Regions from separate parts of the Bombyx mori genome. Here region 1 is linked to region 2. The links are chromatin contacts, called in public Hi-C maps. All regions are on one chromosome and are shown on one strand. Each heading gives the region's core, a stretch centred on a gene start, on an enhancer-like site or on the middle of the called end of the contact. The rest is flanking DNA. Distances are from core to core; before and after follow the strand shown. Region 1 overlaps LOC101741494. Region 2 overlaps LOC101741494.

Evidence for each region. A called contact is a pair of places that touch in the nucleus more often than the background predicts.
Region 1: a contact with region 2 is called in a Hi-C map of posterior silk gland, with 1.6 times the contacts expected there. The contact joins two enhancer-like sites. A contact is called at or near these places in 3 of 7 Hi-C or Micro-C datasets (posterior silk gland and whole pupa).

What each region holds. Positions count from the first base shown.
Region 1 is chr15:2,645,893-2,652,744 of ASM3026992v2, reverse strand. The region is part of intron 2 of LOC101741494; the gene reads right to left. Among protein-coding and RNA genes, the nearest start is that of LOC119629545, 29 kb to the left of the region's middle. Within about 2 kb of position 4,609, at least 2 of the 8 cell types and tissues checked have open chromatin away from gene starts, as enhancers often do.
Region 2 is chr15:2,588,353-2,595,360 of ASM3026992v2, reverse strand. The region is part of intron 1 of LOC101741494; the gene reads right to left. Among protein-coding and RNA genes, the nearest start is that of LOC101741494, 13 kb to the right of the region's middle. Within about 2 kb of position 3,995, at least 3 of the 8 cell types and tissues checked have open chromatin away from gene starts, as enhancers often do.

The DNA.
Region 1 (6,852 bases), core at 3,360-5,859, 57 kb before region 2:
AGTCTTACAAGAATTAGATTAACTTAATTTGCTTAACAAATTGCCGGGGAAATACTGGTAATTACGGTCCATAATATGGTGCATAGTTTATAAAAATATTGATTGGTAAGAGGTCGACTGACGCATGCACAATTACAAAGAACTCATACAAGTGTAAAGCAAGCAATAAAATAATACGATTACGAAGAAAAACTTCAATGAAGGTGCTTAAAATCTCGTCTGTGTGTTTTTGTGTTAGTGTAGTTGAGCAACAAGTATAGCAAAGTTTACAGATAAGACGACGTCATTGCCGCCACGAATTGTATTACTTTGGCCTAATACCATGACGTGGACGACAAGAAGATATCCGGTCGCCGTCCTCGCCGAACCCATCGCTTGCAACGAAGGGCTCAACGAGTAAATTAACCTATAGACACAGCCCACTGAGTTTCTGGCCGGATCTTCTCAGTCGCTCGCGTTTCCGATCCGGTGGTAGATTCTGCGAATCACTGCTCTTGCTAGGGCCTGTGCTAGCAACACTCCCAGTTTGAGCCCCGTGAGCTCATCTACTAGCTCGGTGAATCTAGAATGACCCCTCGAGGTTACTAGAATAAGTAGGAAAAAAAAGTAGATAATTTTTTTGTTATGTTTTTAAACTATCTTCGCAATTCAAGGTTTTTATTACTAAAACTTTAGCAGTGATTAGTTATTATTACAATCACAATTTTTATTCTCGAACGATTATCACAAAAGTGAAATAAGAAAAATCATCTCAAGACAAATTCCTTTAAAACTTCACGTCTTCAAGTTATGAATGATTGTTACCGCAAATAGTATCTCTGAACCGGTGTAGAGAACAGGTTTGAGCCCGTAAACCTACGCCATTGCCTTCACAAACATATTATGATTCAATTTTTATTCAAAAGACGTCATTATTACGAAATCTGTTGAAATTTTATCATAATGACAATCATTCCTATTTGACTTTAGTATAGTTACGAAAGGGTACCATCGAAGCCTACCTAAACGGTTAATTTGAATTCCAATGGCGCCGGTTTTAACACTGTTGAAATTTCTATAAACGTTAGAAAATCAGATGAAGAAATTCTAACTCTTGACCAACATTACCTATAGACTACTTCCTAGTCGGAATACGAATTACTTAGAATATGTTACTTTTTTCTTTCGCTTTTAATTATTTTTAAGCTCAGGAGACTTCGAGATGAATTTGAAATCAAGATACTGCTATAGTCGCGTACTTGTTTGTATCTATTGACTTCCATACAGACAGAATAGGATCCGAGATGACGTGTTTTGGGCGACGTCGACTGCTTTTCATTCTTTCCGCAGGATCGGGAATGTAGTTACCGGCGGCCACGATGAGAGGGTTCTCGTGTCGTGCCGCTTTATCGAAGTGGTCATCAATCTGACAATGTTTTAATTGTTACAACAAAATTTACAGCGTAGACATTGAATTTTGAATTGAACACATTGAATTTTGTAGCAAGCTCGACGCAAGCAAGCAGACATGCTCGGCGATGCCTGTATTATGCCATTTACCATGACAAACAAAATCCTAAATCTTGGTTACAAACTAAATCGACTGAGTAACGAACATCCAAATATATAAACTTTCACATTTATAATATTTGTTGTATTTTTTATTTTATTAATTTTTCCCTTTTTAATCAGTTTCTGTCCGAATGAAATAGGTTTGAGCGAAGAGACCGCCAACTGTATTTCTAGTATTAGGTTTGTAATGAATTAGTTTTGGTGTTCAATAAATTATACTCCGTTCTAAATGAATAAAGCGAATTATTAATACGATAAACAGTTAGAGATATTTTAAAAATGTTTGATCCAAATTTATAAATACCACAAAATACAAGATATAGAGTTAAAGTCTGCATTGAGTGTATTCTTACAGTTATTTTAATGTGGATACAAATTGATTGCCTGACAACAGTGAAAGTTAAGGGAACCGGTTGGGCTCGAAGACTTTTACATGATACGATATTGATAACAACGATTAAATAGTGTTGAAAATAATAGAGTGGAAACTTAGCGAGGCATGTCATATAGTTAATGACTATACAATTAATTACACGGCACCTAATATTGAGGTGTTCGCTGCAAACTACTCCGTTTTGGGTATTTATTTATTAATTTATAAAAGACTTCTTAGAAGGATCATCACATAAATTCATCTCGTTTTTTTTGTTAAATATTTTATGTTTTTCTTATTGGAACTTCTTGCCGAATTTGTTTTAATATTCCCATTGAGTTGACAATGTTTGCGTACCAAACTAAGTGAGGAACAATTCAAAACGGTATTAGAGTACCGTTTGTGGAAGATAATTAATTTGAATCATTGAAATTAAAATATTCTTAGAATAATTTTCAATTTTTTTTTAGTGGGTACTTAGAAATATTTATAAAAAATACTTAGGTAACCCAATAATATAGGTTGTAAATGTATGTCACATTTTCAAAACTTTTAATTAACTTTTTCAATGACTCCATAAATTTTAATCCTCGCAGGGCTTAGTGAGTGACTAATATCACTTTATACCAATAATTTTTTCGAGTACAAGATCGCGGGACGCACGCATTAGGCGACGAAGCGGCCCTTCCAGGTATAACTGTACATTGTAACTTTCTTTTTTGCTCAGATGGGTCAACGACTTCTTCAGCCATCTGTTGTTAAGTGGTTATCAAAAACATTAGTCCTATAATTCAACGGCTACCCACCCTTTAAACCCGAACGCACTGCTGCTTCGAGATAGAATTAGACCGGGTCGTGGTACCTACTTGTGAGGGCTTACAAAACGCCCTACCACCGGTAATAAGTATACTGCACTGTATATCGCGTGTAAGTCGTTGTGGCTTAAACTATAAGACCCTTGGTGCATTCTAAAAGTCGGCTTAAAGCACGATGCTATTCCTCAAGAGTGGAAATCTTTCCCGAGCATATCGAGAGGTGAAAGGTTATTTGGTTTAAGCGCAGTTTTTGCAACTTCAGTGTTTAACCTGACTTTAGTTAAAAATTAAAAAAAAAAATCTTTTATCAAAAAAACATCGTCAGCTATTTGAATTGGTTAAACTTAATTGAAGTTAAAAAAGCATCGAATCGTTGATACTAATAAACCAAGTAAACGGATCTTTAATTACGAAGACAAATGTCGCCTATTAAGCGAAATGTCTCTTAAATCTAATCTAAATAATTTTGAAGTCGTCGTGGCCTCAAAGATAAGACGTCCGGTGCATTCGTGTTAAAGCGATGCACCGGTGTTCGAATCCCGCAGGCGGGTACCAATTTTTCTAATGAAATACGTACTCAACAAATGTTCACGATTGACTTCCACGGTGAAGGAATAACATCGTGTAATAAAAGTGAAACCCGCAAAATTATAATTTGCGTAATTACTGGTGGTAGGACCTGTTGTGAGTCCGCGCGGGTAGGTACCACCACCCTGCCTATTTCTGCCGTGAAGCAGTAATGCGTTTCGGTTTGAAGGGTGGGGCAGCCGTTGTAACTATACTGAGACCTTACAACTTATATCTCAAGGTGGGTGGCGCATTTACGTTGTAGATGTCTATGGGCTCCATAACCACTTAACATCAGGTGGGTTGTGAGCTCGTCCACAAATCTAAGCAATAAAAAAAAAAAACAAATATCCTTTCACCCCTCGGTATGTATTCTCAGTGCGTATTTTATCACAAACGTGACGTCACTTATATGAGCACACCGTAATTTTGACGTTTGATCCAATCCATACGTTATGGAGGGTAGAGGTAAGGAGAACCGTCTTTGTGTGTGAAAAAGTGTCCGTTAAAATCTGCTAAATAAGGGTGGAGCTACAGTAGCAACCGGGTAAATTTTAAAAACAGGCGCTGAAAGTTATTAGAATAAGATAGAGAAATAAAAGAGGAAGAAAGAACTGTACGCACTACAAAATCACAAAAAGGATTTAATATTTAAAGCTGATAAGAAAATGCAATCGATGTCTCCACGTTTTACCACAGCAATAATTTTAGGTTATATTAACGAAATTAGTTAGGACTACGTAAACATGTGAGGTCTTGTATATAACACTGTCACTAACAACTTTAGTCATTAATTATATTAAACTAGCTGACCCGGCAGACTTCGTAGTGCCTCAATAAAATACCTAAACTTTCGTAAAAAATACATTTAAAACAAACAAAAGGAATCGGTCCGACGGGGGACACATCAAAGGAAAAACAAAATTGTTGTTTTTATTTAATTCCGAGCATTTTCATGTTTATCTACCTTTTAAACCTTCTCTGGACTTCCACAAATAATTCAAGACCAAAATTAGCCAAATCGGTCCAGCCGTTCTCGAGTTTTAGCAAGACTAACGAACAGTGATTCATTTTTATATACATATATAGATAGATTTCCTAACTCAGCATACTTCAATCAGTTAACAACTGCTCAATTCATATCATACCCTGTGCCTATGCTAGCGCCATTCAAGAGGATTTTTGAACTATTATTTAGTGCTGAAAGTGGGACACTTTTTCAAGCCTCTCCCATATGAGACGGTTCTCCTTACCTCTACCCTCCGTACCATACGTTCACTGAAATAAATTCGTTGAATTCAATAACCTATAGCGTACGTGATTCTGTCAGCGTATGGCGCCAAATCGTCACCGTTTTTTTTTTCTCGCAACAATGTGCGAATTGGCGAGACACCATGTTCCCTTTAGTCTGTAATGTAACATTTTGTTGGTGGTTTTATTTAGCGCGTGTTTCTCATGAATTTTATGTGTGTTTTCGTTCATAGTTAATAACGAGCGGTGATGTAATTGTTTTGTTCAAATTAATTTGTATATTTATTTTATTTATGAGTTTCGATCGTGATTCGAAACCACGAAAACCGGTCAATGGTCGAGGCACAGGATTTAATGAATATTAATACATATAATAATAATAATAAAATGCGAGATTAAACTAGGTATATAACATTGTACGACGTATGTATTGATCTGTTTAAAATTAAAATTGATTAAAAAATGTTCTCATTTTGATTATCTGTCCAAAATACTTAAGACACAGCTTTACGTACAAAGCGAACATAACAGAATATCTAATCTAGGATAATTTCTGATTACAGTTAATTTAAAAAACCTTTTTTTTATTTTTTTTTATGTTTGCCTGTTTAGGCAAACGATTATACGGCCCACCTGATAGTGAGTGGCTACTGTCACTTATGGACATCAGTAATGTCAGAGGCAGAGCCGAGCCGCTGCCTACCGTTCAATACTCTCCATAAATCTCGTTTGAAGAAGAACATGACATGTCTTCGGTCATAAACACTCATTGCAAATGCTAATATCATCATATCAAAAGCAAATAGCACGACGCAAGCCCGGGACAGTCAATAGATGTCAATTAACCACTTCAATAACACGAACGTGGAAGATCTCATTGTCGAACAAGGCTGAAGCTGGGATGCTAAATGCAGATTGACAAGGTAATGACGAATGAGATTTTATTGGGCTAAATGCGCCGAGAAGGTAACGAGACGTTGATAGGCCTGCCTCGATTGATATTAAAGGTCAATGTAATCATAATTTATGTGACGTAATTAAGCTTCTGTCAGTGCAGTCACGTAGACTATTTTTATTTATTGCTTATATGGGTGGACGAGCTCACGGCCCACCTGACGTTAAGTGGTTATCGGAGCGCATTCACATCTATAACGTAATGCCGCCAGCCACCTTGAGATATAAGTTCTAAGATCTCAATATAGTTAAAACGGCTGCCCCACCCTTCAAACCGAAACGCATTACTGCTTCACGGCAGAAATAGGCAGGGTGGTGGTACCTACCCCTGCGGACTCACAAGAGGTCCTACCATCAGTAATTACGCATATTATAATTTTGCGGGTTTGATTTTTATTACGCAATGTTATTCCTTCACCGTTGAAGTCAATCGTGAACATATTTTGTTAAGTACGTATTTAATAAGAAAAATTGGTATCCGCCAGCGTGATTCGAACACCGGTGCATCGCTCAACACGAATGCACCGAACGTCACGACTTCGAGGGGGTCTAAGGGGGAGAGCAGACTAAGAGACCCTGCTTCAATATGTACATGTGGTTAATAAAGGTCGACCACTGTGTAAAAATTGTCTAAACGGATATTTAAAATCATTATTAATTGCGTCGCTCATTTCAAAACAAAAATGTAATTATCAAATGTGGTAAAGCAAGTAGTTATGTACGCAGTGAGAAGTCAATCATTTACGAGTTTTGAAACGTAAACAAACTATTGTTTTTTTATTGATTTTTTTTTCTTGTGAGTACAAAACGGAAAATAACTTGATGATTGTTGTTCCTTGTGGTTGTAAATTAGCGGACGTGACTTGAAAATGAACAGCTGCTTATTACATTGTATTGATTTAGGCAAAAACGAAATCGGAATCTTTTATATTATTTTCAACTATTGAGACCTCCGCTTCTCCTCCATCACGCTCCGCTAAAAGCCAATTTAATGAAAAAACATAGATTTTTGAAGTTACTCGTGCGCTATCTCTAAAAGTCCAAGTAGAAAGTTTTATCAAAAACCCATAACTCGGGAACGCATAGAGAACAAACATGTACACGTACAAGCATTGATTTTTACTAATCTTATTTTTTTTTTGTTTCTCATTATCATTCGTGTTTACTGATTTGAGTTGTCTCATGAATTTGTTATTTATGGAATTACCATCTTCTTTGATTTGACCAAACTTCAATATTACGGTTTAATCCAGATATGTGACGCTAATTTTGTAATGAAATTCGCATAGAGAACGTGTTCACCAATGATTTCTACGTTGAAGGAATAGCTTCCCATTATTA
Region 2 (7,008 bases), core at 2,746-5,245:
TTTCTTATTGCCCTTGTAGGCAGACGAGCATACGTCCGGCCTGGAAGCGACGTCATGAACTGTCAGCAAAACTGTAGAAAGTTTACGACTTCGATCGGTTTAATTCGCAGCACCTTAAGGTGTTTCACGACAACTTGGAGAAGTCTTGCACGTGGGCTTAGTTTCACTTCTTTTTTATATCCAGATTTGGATTTAACTAACAATGGCAATAAAATGTCATTGACATTTTTTTATTGCCCTTGTAGACAAACTAGTATAAGCCCCACCTTATGGTGAGTGGTTACCGTCACCCATGGACTTCAGCAATGCCAGGGGCAGAGCCAAGCCGCTGCTTACCGGAAAGCGGCATGCCTACTGCCTGTTCAACTTCACAATTCTTTAGGATATGCTGACTATCTGGGTTCTCTTGTGAATCTCCTCATTTTTTAACGTTCTGAAAAGGCCAATTTTAAGTGACATCTAATCATACCGTAAAGCTATACGTCAATTTTTTACTTACACATAACAATATGTAACATAACATATAAAAATTATTTTTTTATCGTGTCGATAACGCACGTATCGTCCTATGACATTTACAATACTCGTATGTGAATTAAAGTATTCATAAAAATGTCTTAATCATTAATCACAGTTAGCATTGATGCAAACGAACTGCATACATATATGACGCAATCCGCAGCTTATCTTTAGATGCGTCAATTAGATGCACGGGCTTCTAATGACGATCTTTAAAAGACGTACGTTTATTCAGACTAGAGGTCCCGCAGTAGTCGAAATTCGACTATAATTAATTGGAATTGTAGGATTAGTTTTTACACTATTATGATTGTATTCTATACTTCTATAATCACAAATTTCGCCAAGGCTACACTATAAAAAATATTAATAAAGACAAACAATATTTAATCTATTCTCAATTTGACAACAGACGTCAAGAACAAAAGTTTGACAATAAATAGTATGCATGCGTGTGTGCGTCAAATACATGGTATGTAGTGTGTGTAATGTTTTCTTTATTGATTTAATGTATTTTTTATGCATTATTTAAAAAAACATTAGCTTTGTGCACTTCTTCTCTATATTCTCTACAAGTGTGGAAAATTTCATACTCCTCCGTCCGCGCAATTTTCGTAAAAAGGGATACAAAGTTTTTGCTTCACGTATTAATATATAGATACCATTAGTGTTACATTGAGGTTTATTCAGATACCATTAGTGTTACATTGATGTTGCACAATACGACCAATTTTTGTAATAAAATAATAAACGAAGATTTTTATTCAATCTTTAAATGTAAATTTTAATATTTTTGGAAAGATGCGAAACTATACTACACAAATAAAATATATAATAATTTTCGTTATATTTATTTATACAACGGCTGTCTTCAAGTGAGTTAAAGGATAGAAAAAGCCTTGATAAATAGGTATGAACTTGAAGAAATGAGCCTAAATTATCTTTATCGGTATGGTATGATAATTATTGAAATTGCCTACATAATAACTTATTTGGTTATCAAATGATTTTTCTGTGGCGTATATTTTTAATTATCAATTTACGGACCAGGGTACAAAAGCACAACCAAAGTTCTATTTAAAATTCATCACTACAATACTCATTTAATTAAGCTTTTTGCGCTATGAAGCGCGCAAAATGAAAATTATAAACGCGTAATAAAACCGTAAAAGTAGTTTTCTTTTTTACTTAGATGGGTGGTAACCACTTAACACCAAGTGAGCTCTGAGCTCGTCCACAAATCTATGCAATAAAAAAAAACACTGCGTCTGTTACAACGTGCTGAAAGAATATTATTTTTCGTTTATATATAATTACTATTTTCACTTTTCTTCTACACTTTTCGTGGAGACTTGTATCGGAGTCGTGGTGTAAGAGGTAGGGCGCTCAAAAATGATGTCGTAAGAGGACTTTGTACCGGGTACCAGGTAAAAGTAGACTAAGAAAAGAGAGTCCATATCGGCGGACGGACAACATCCGTAAACAAGCCGGTCACAACGAACTATGTGGTGCCGAAGACAGACAAGAGAGCCAAAAGGGAGAAGAAGGGAGAAGAAGAAAGGAGAAAAGGAGAAGTGAGAAAGAGAAGAAGTACGTCCGAAGATAAAGAAAACATAAAAACTGACTAATACGTTTCTATCTTTTTAATGTTCCTAGAATTATCAGGACGGGCAATGACCTAATAATATTCATAATGACCCAGCGAAAAGTTTACGTACAAGCCAGCATGTGCCCAGCAAAACTGCACTCGAACTAAAACCACGTGCTCTTTCTAATAAGGTAATATTTAGATTGAAGCAAATAAATAAGGTATTAATCAATCAAGAATTCCATGTGAATCATCCGAAACCACGAGTAATACAGTGGCAGTACTCGATATGTGTTTTGCATAACAACACTTAACAGCTAAATATATCTTTGCGTTTGTCATTCTGTTTATAATCGAGCCTAGAGTACGTTGGCCGACTACGTGATCATTTATTTTCATGTTTATATTCTAAGACTAGCGATCCGCCCTCGTTTCGCTTCGAAGGGAACATTTAATTATTAATAGCGGAGTTCCACGGTTAATGTCATACCGCGGGTAAGACCGCGGGCGAAGCTAGTCTAAAAAAGTAGCCCAAGTTACTCCTTATATCATTAGCTACCTATCAGTGAAAGTCTCGTCAAAATCAGTCCAGCCGTTCCAGAGATTACAAACTGGAACATACAGACAGACAGACAAAACATGTAATAAATGTTATTTTGGTGTATGTACTGTACCGTATATATACTCATATGCATGTAGTAAAAAGCGGTTATTTCAATATTACAAACAGACACTCCAATTTTTGTATAGATTATTGATAGTGAATTTAAATTGAATGCTTTTGTATAAGCCTTTATATTATAGCATTCTGTCTGGCTTTTGTACGCGTTTTGTTGCTTCGAATATCGTGTAGAAGGCATGTGTAGTATTGTTAAAATGTTGTACCGTTCTTGAAGGTTTATTTCCTACCTATGCTGATAGCCTTGAGAGGCTATATCAGCGTTACTCTACCGTGTAAGTGAGCTCTTGAGGCTCTAACCGGAGGTGTTGCTAACACTGGCCCTAACAAGAGCAGTGCTTCGCAGAATCTACCACCGGACCGGAAACGCGACCTACTGAGAAAATCCGGCGAGAACCTCAGTGGGCTACCGTTCTTGAAGGAATAAACTATGATCGCAATGTGAACGAAAATCAGCATTTATTTACTTAGCTGTACGTAGTTTTAGTCAATTAAGACTTTGTGAATCCGCAATGTAATTCAAACTCAAATGGCGACTCACTCTAAGCCATTGATCCCGTACATCAGTTGATTATTTAGCGTGTTAAGTTACGTGCCCTATAAAATAACTAGTAAAATACAAATTCGAATATTTCAACTAATATTGTTCCCTTTTTTCGTTTGAAAAAATGGTACACAAAACGTCTTTTAGCATTAAAACTTAAAAGTAAACAAATTCCAAAAATTTCGAAATTGAGTTAATATGCGTAAACATTTGGTATCACCAGTACTTTTCTCATAAATACTGTCAAAGAGCGTAGTTTAGTTGTTTTTTTTCTTTGAGTTTACCTATGTTTTAACTACTATTAACAAAATTTATACACAATTTTATCTTACTCTGAGAAACAAATAATGAAACTGGTTAAAAAGAATGTTTCAGATATGATCAATATTAGAAATATTACATGTTAAACTTTTAAAACACTCTCCTGTAAAATTAGTAAGTTTTGAGATTATACAGTTTTAATGCGAGAAGATGAAAAATGTCAAGATTGTACAATCTTTATCAAGATTGTACTGTGAGCATTATAAATCTGTAATAGGTGTAATAAAAAAATGTAAATTAAATAAATTTAAACAAAGTATCAACAGCGTTAGGCCGATGTACAGTCGCGTTAAGGTATTGTTTGAGATAATTTTCTTATCACATTTTTATCATGGCACTAACTACCCTCTCAACGAGCAGAGTTCAAACCTATCACTGCTTTCGTGCAGTATGTTTCAAGAGATCGTCAATGCCGTACAACATCCGGTTCTGGATCAACTATTGCAACATCCATCTTCAAAAATAGTTTTGCCATTAACGGTGCTTTTAGGTACCACAAGCACCGGTCATCGTCCTCGTCAAACCCGTCGCTTGCAACGAAGGGCTCGACGAGCGAATTAACCCATAGACACAGCCCACTGAGTTTCTCGCCGGATCTTCTCAGTGGGTCGCGTTTCCGATCCGGTGGTAGATTCTGCGAAGCACTGCTCTTGCTAGGGTCAGTGTTAACGTCACTTCGGTTTGAGCCCCGTGAGCTCACGTACTAGTTAAGGTCACGCTGAAATAGCCTCTCAAGGCTAGGTTGGGAGAAAAAAAAAACTCGGCTCGCATCGATAATGTCCGTGATCAAAGGTAATCACTTACGAATAAGGAAGACGTAAGCTCGACTGCTATGCTCACGGCTAAATCACTATGTTTGATACAACGGCAAAAATGTATTCAAATAAAATACTTATTCGTTTTAAACATTTTCGTATGCAAATCAAAAATCTTCAATCTTATCGCATATAAATAATGAAAATTACTCATACATATTTATAGTTTTATAAATAAAACATTAAGTTGTTGCATACAGAATTTTATATATATTTATGACGGGAAGATATATGTATAATGTGTTCTGGAAACTGCGTATAGATGGCGCTAGTCATACGTACATCATACACTTGACATTTGAAGTGGCGGGCGAACCGCCGGGTAGGGAATTATTTTTGAGTGTCTCTGACTGGTGGTGGGACCTCTTGTGAGTCCGCACGGATAGGTAGCACCACCCTGCCTATTTTTTACCGTGTAGCAGTAATGCGTTTCGGTTTGAAGGGTGGGGCAGCCGTTGTACCTATACTGAGACCTTAGAACTTATATCTCTATGGTAGATGTCTATGGGCTCCAGTTACCACTTAACACCAGGTGGGCTGTAAGCTCGTCCACCCATCTAAGCAATAAAAAAAATGTACCCGTAAAAGTGGGTTTAATTATTTCAAAAGTATGTTTGTATAAAAAAATCGCGATTCGCCTTTCGATTGTTTCTCACGTAATTAATATGCTCTCGACTCTTAATTGTATTTATTCATTATATTGTTTGAAGACAAACAATTACGGGTGACCCTGATGCTGTAAAAATAGACGCTATGTTTACCATTGACTCCGAACGGAGCTCGTAAAATATTTAAATTGCACAGATTATACTAGACTGTGTATATTACGTCAAATCGAACATATTTAAAATGTTAGAAAACGTCTAGAAACGCTGTAAATTGATATGTTAACCTCTTCAGGGACGATTTTTTTAAATTACGAAGAAATTGGGTTTTTTGTATTTTTGTTGTGCTTTTTATATATTGAAAACAATGCAATAAGTTAAAAAAACAGCGAATATTCATTTTAAAAAATGTTCATATATGTGGCCATTTAGCGTAGAACTAATATTTAAAGAAAAAACGAACACATGTCCCTGAAGAGGTTATTAATTAAATGAAAATCGTGTTTTACTTCAACATTGGTATCTTGTAGTCCCTTACATCCTGCAGTATGTAGTATACTATAATTATGTATCTAAAAACTGTTTAAAAGACTTAGATATTCTTTGATTTTATGCGGGCATTTCTTACTCGACTTTTTAGATAATTTTGATTGATCTAAAAATTGTAACCGGTAAAAGACAAGCAAATATATGTATTATAGCAACACGAAATGTATGGCGTGCTTAAACTTATCACCTTCGTCTCTGAACGGATAATTATCCAAATGCAAAATAAAGATTATTACCTAAGAAATGGTTTATAATACCAGAACTAACAATTTCATTTTAAAAGCATGCGCTATTCCTATCGTCAAATAAAATACAAGAAGCAAAAACCAACCGAATTTAGAACGACCAAAAACAACCAGCCGAAAGGTTGCAGATACAAAAAAAAAAGGTTTTTTTTTTTAATTCTTTATTTTACTTGACATTGACATTGAAAAAGATTGTAGATACGTATTATTGTAAATGTGTACGTGACGGCAAGGTCAAAGGAATTTGAGCGGTGCGGTAGTATGTAGCACGGCTTAGAATTTTAATATTGACTGACTACATTTTAATAAGATGATCAATAAATATTAAAACCAGAATTCTCAGACATCTCATAACAAGTCTCTCTGCTTTTTGATCAATATCTGAACACCAACTTAAATTTACTCATTTCATTTCCTAATTTTATTTATTTATTTATTTATTTATACTTATATATTTATTATTTATAGTAAATATTTATTTATTTATTTATAATATACCTATGTATAAAATAGTAAAATACATACATAAGTAGCCGCTAATTCAGCCGCGATGCAACAAAACATGTGTACACTTCGAAATAATACGATCAAAATAATCAAAGCTCAACTTTATGTGTAGCGTATCCCTTATAGATGCAGCAAAACCTCAAACCCGTAATCCGTATGAGCATCCGCTTGGAACAACTGTGTCAAGAAACGGTAAGACCCGCTGTACCTACATTGCTGGGAACAATCACATGAGAACTGGCCCGATATTTAAATACTACCTTAGTGAAACAATACTGGTTGTACCAACGTTATACTAGTTAAATAAACAAAGGTTAGACCACGACTCACGTCTGAGATTCTAGCTAGTTCTTTTTGGACTGTCGCCAACACTGCAGAAAGTCTACGATTTCGATCGGTTAGATTCGCAGCGAGGTGCATAAGGTGTTTCACGACAACTTGGAGATCCGTGTGTTTAGTGCGAGTTTTTTAACGTTCTGGAAAGCGTAAAAGTTACCTGAAATTTGTATGCAACAGGAACAGTGCCCCAAGCGGCAAACATAGGCGAACTTTTCAACTCCATACAAATTTGACTTCACTTTTACGCTATCGAGAACGTTTAAAAACTCGCACTAAGCACACAGACCTCTTTCTTGC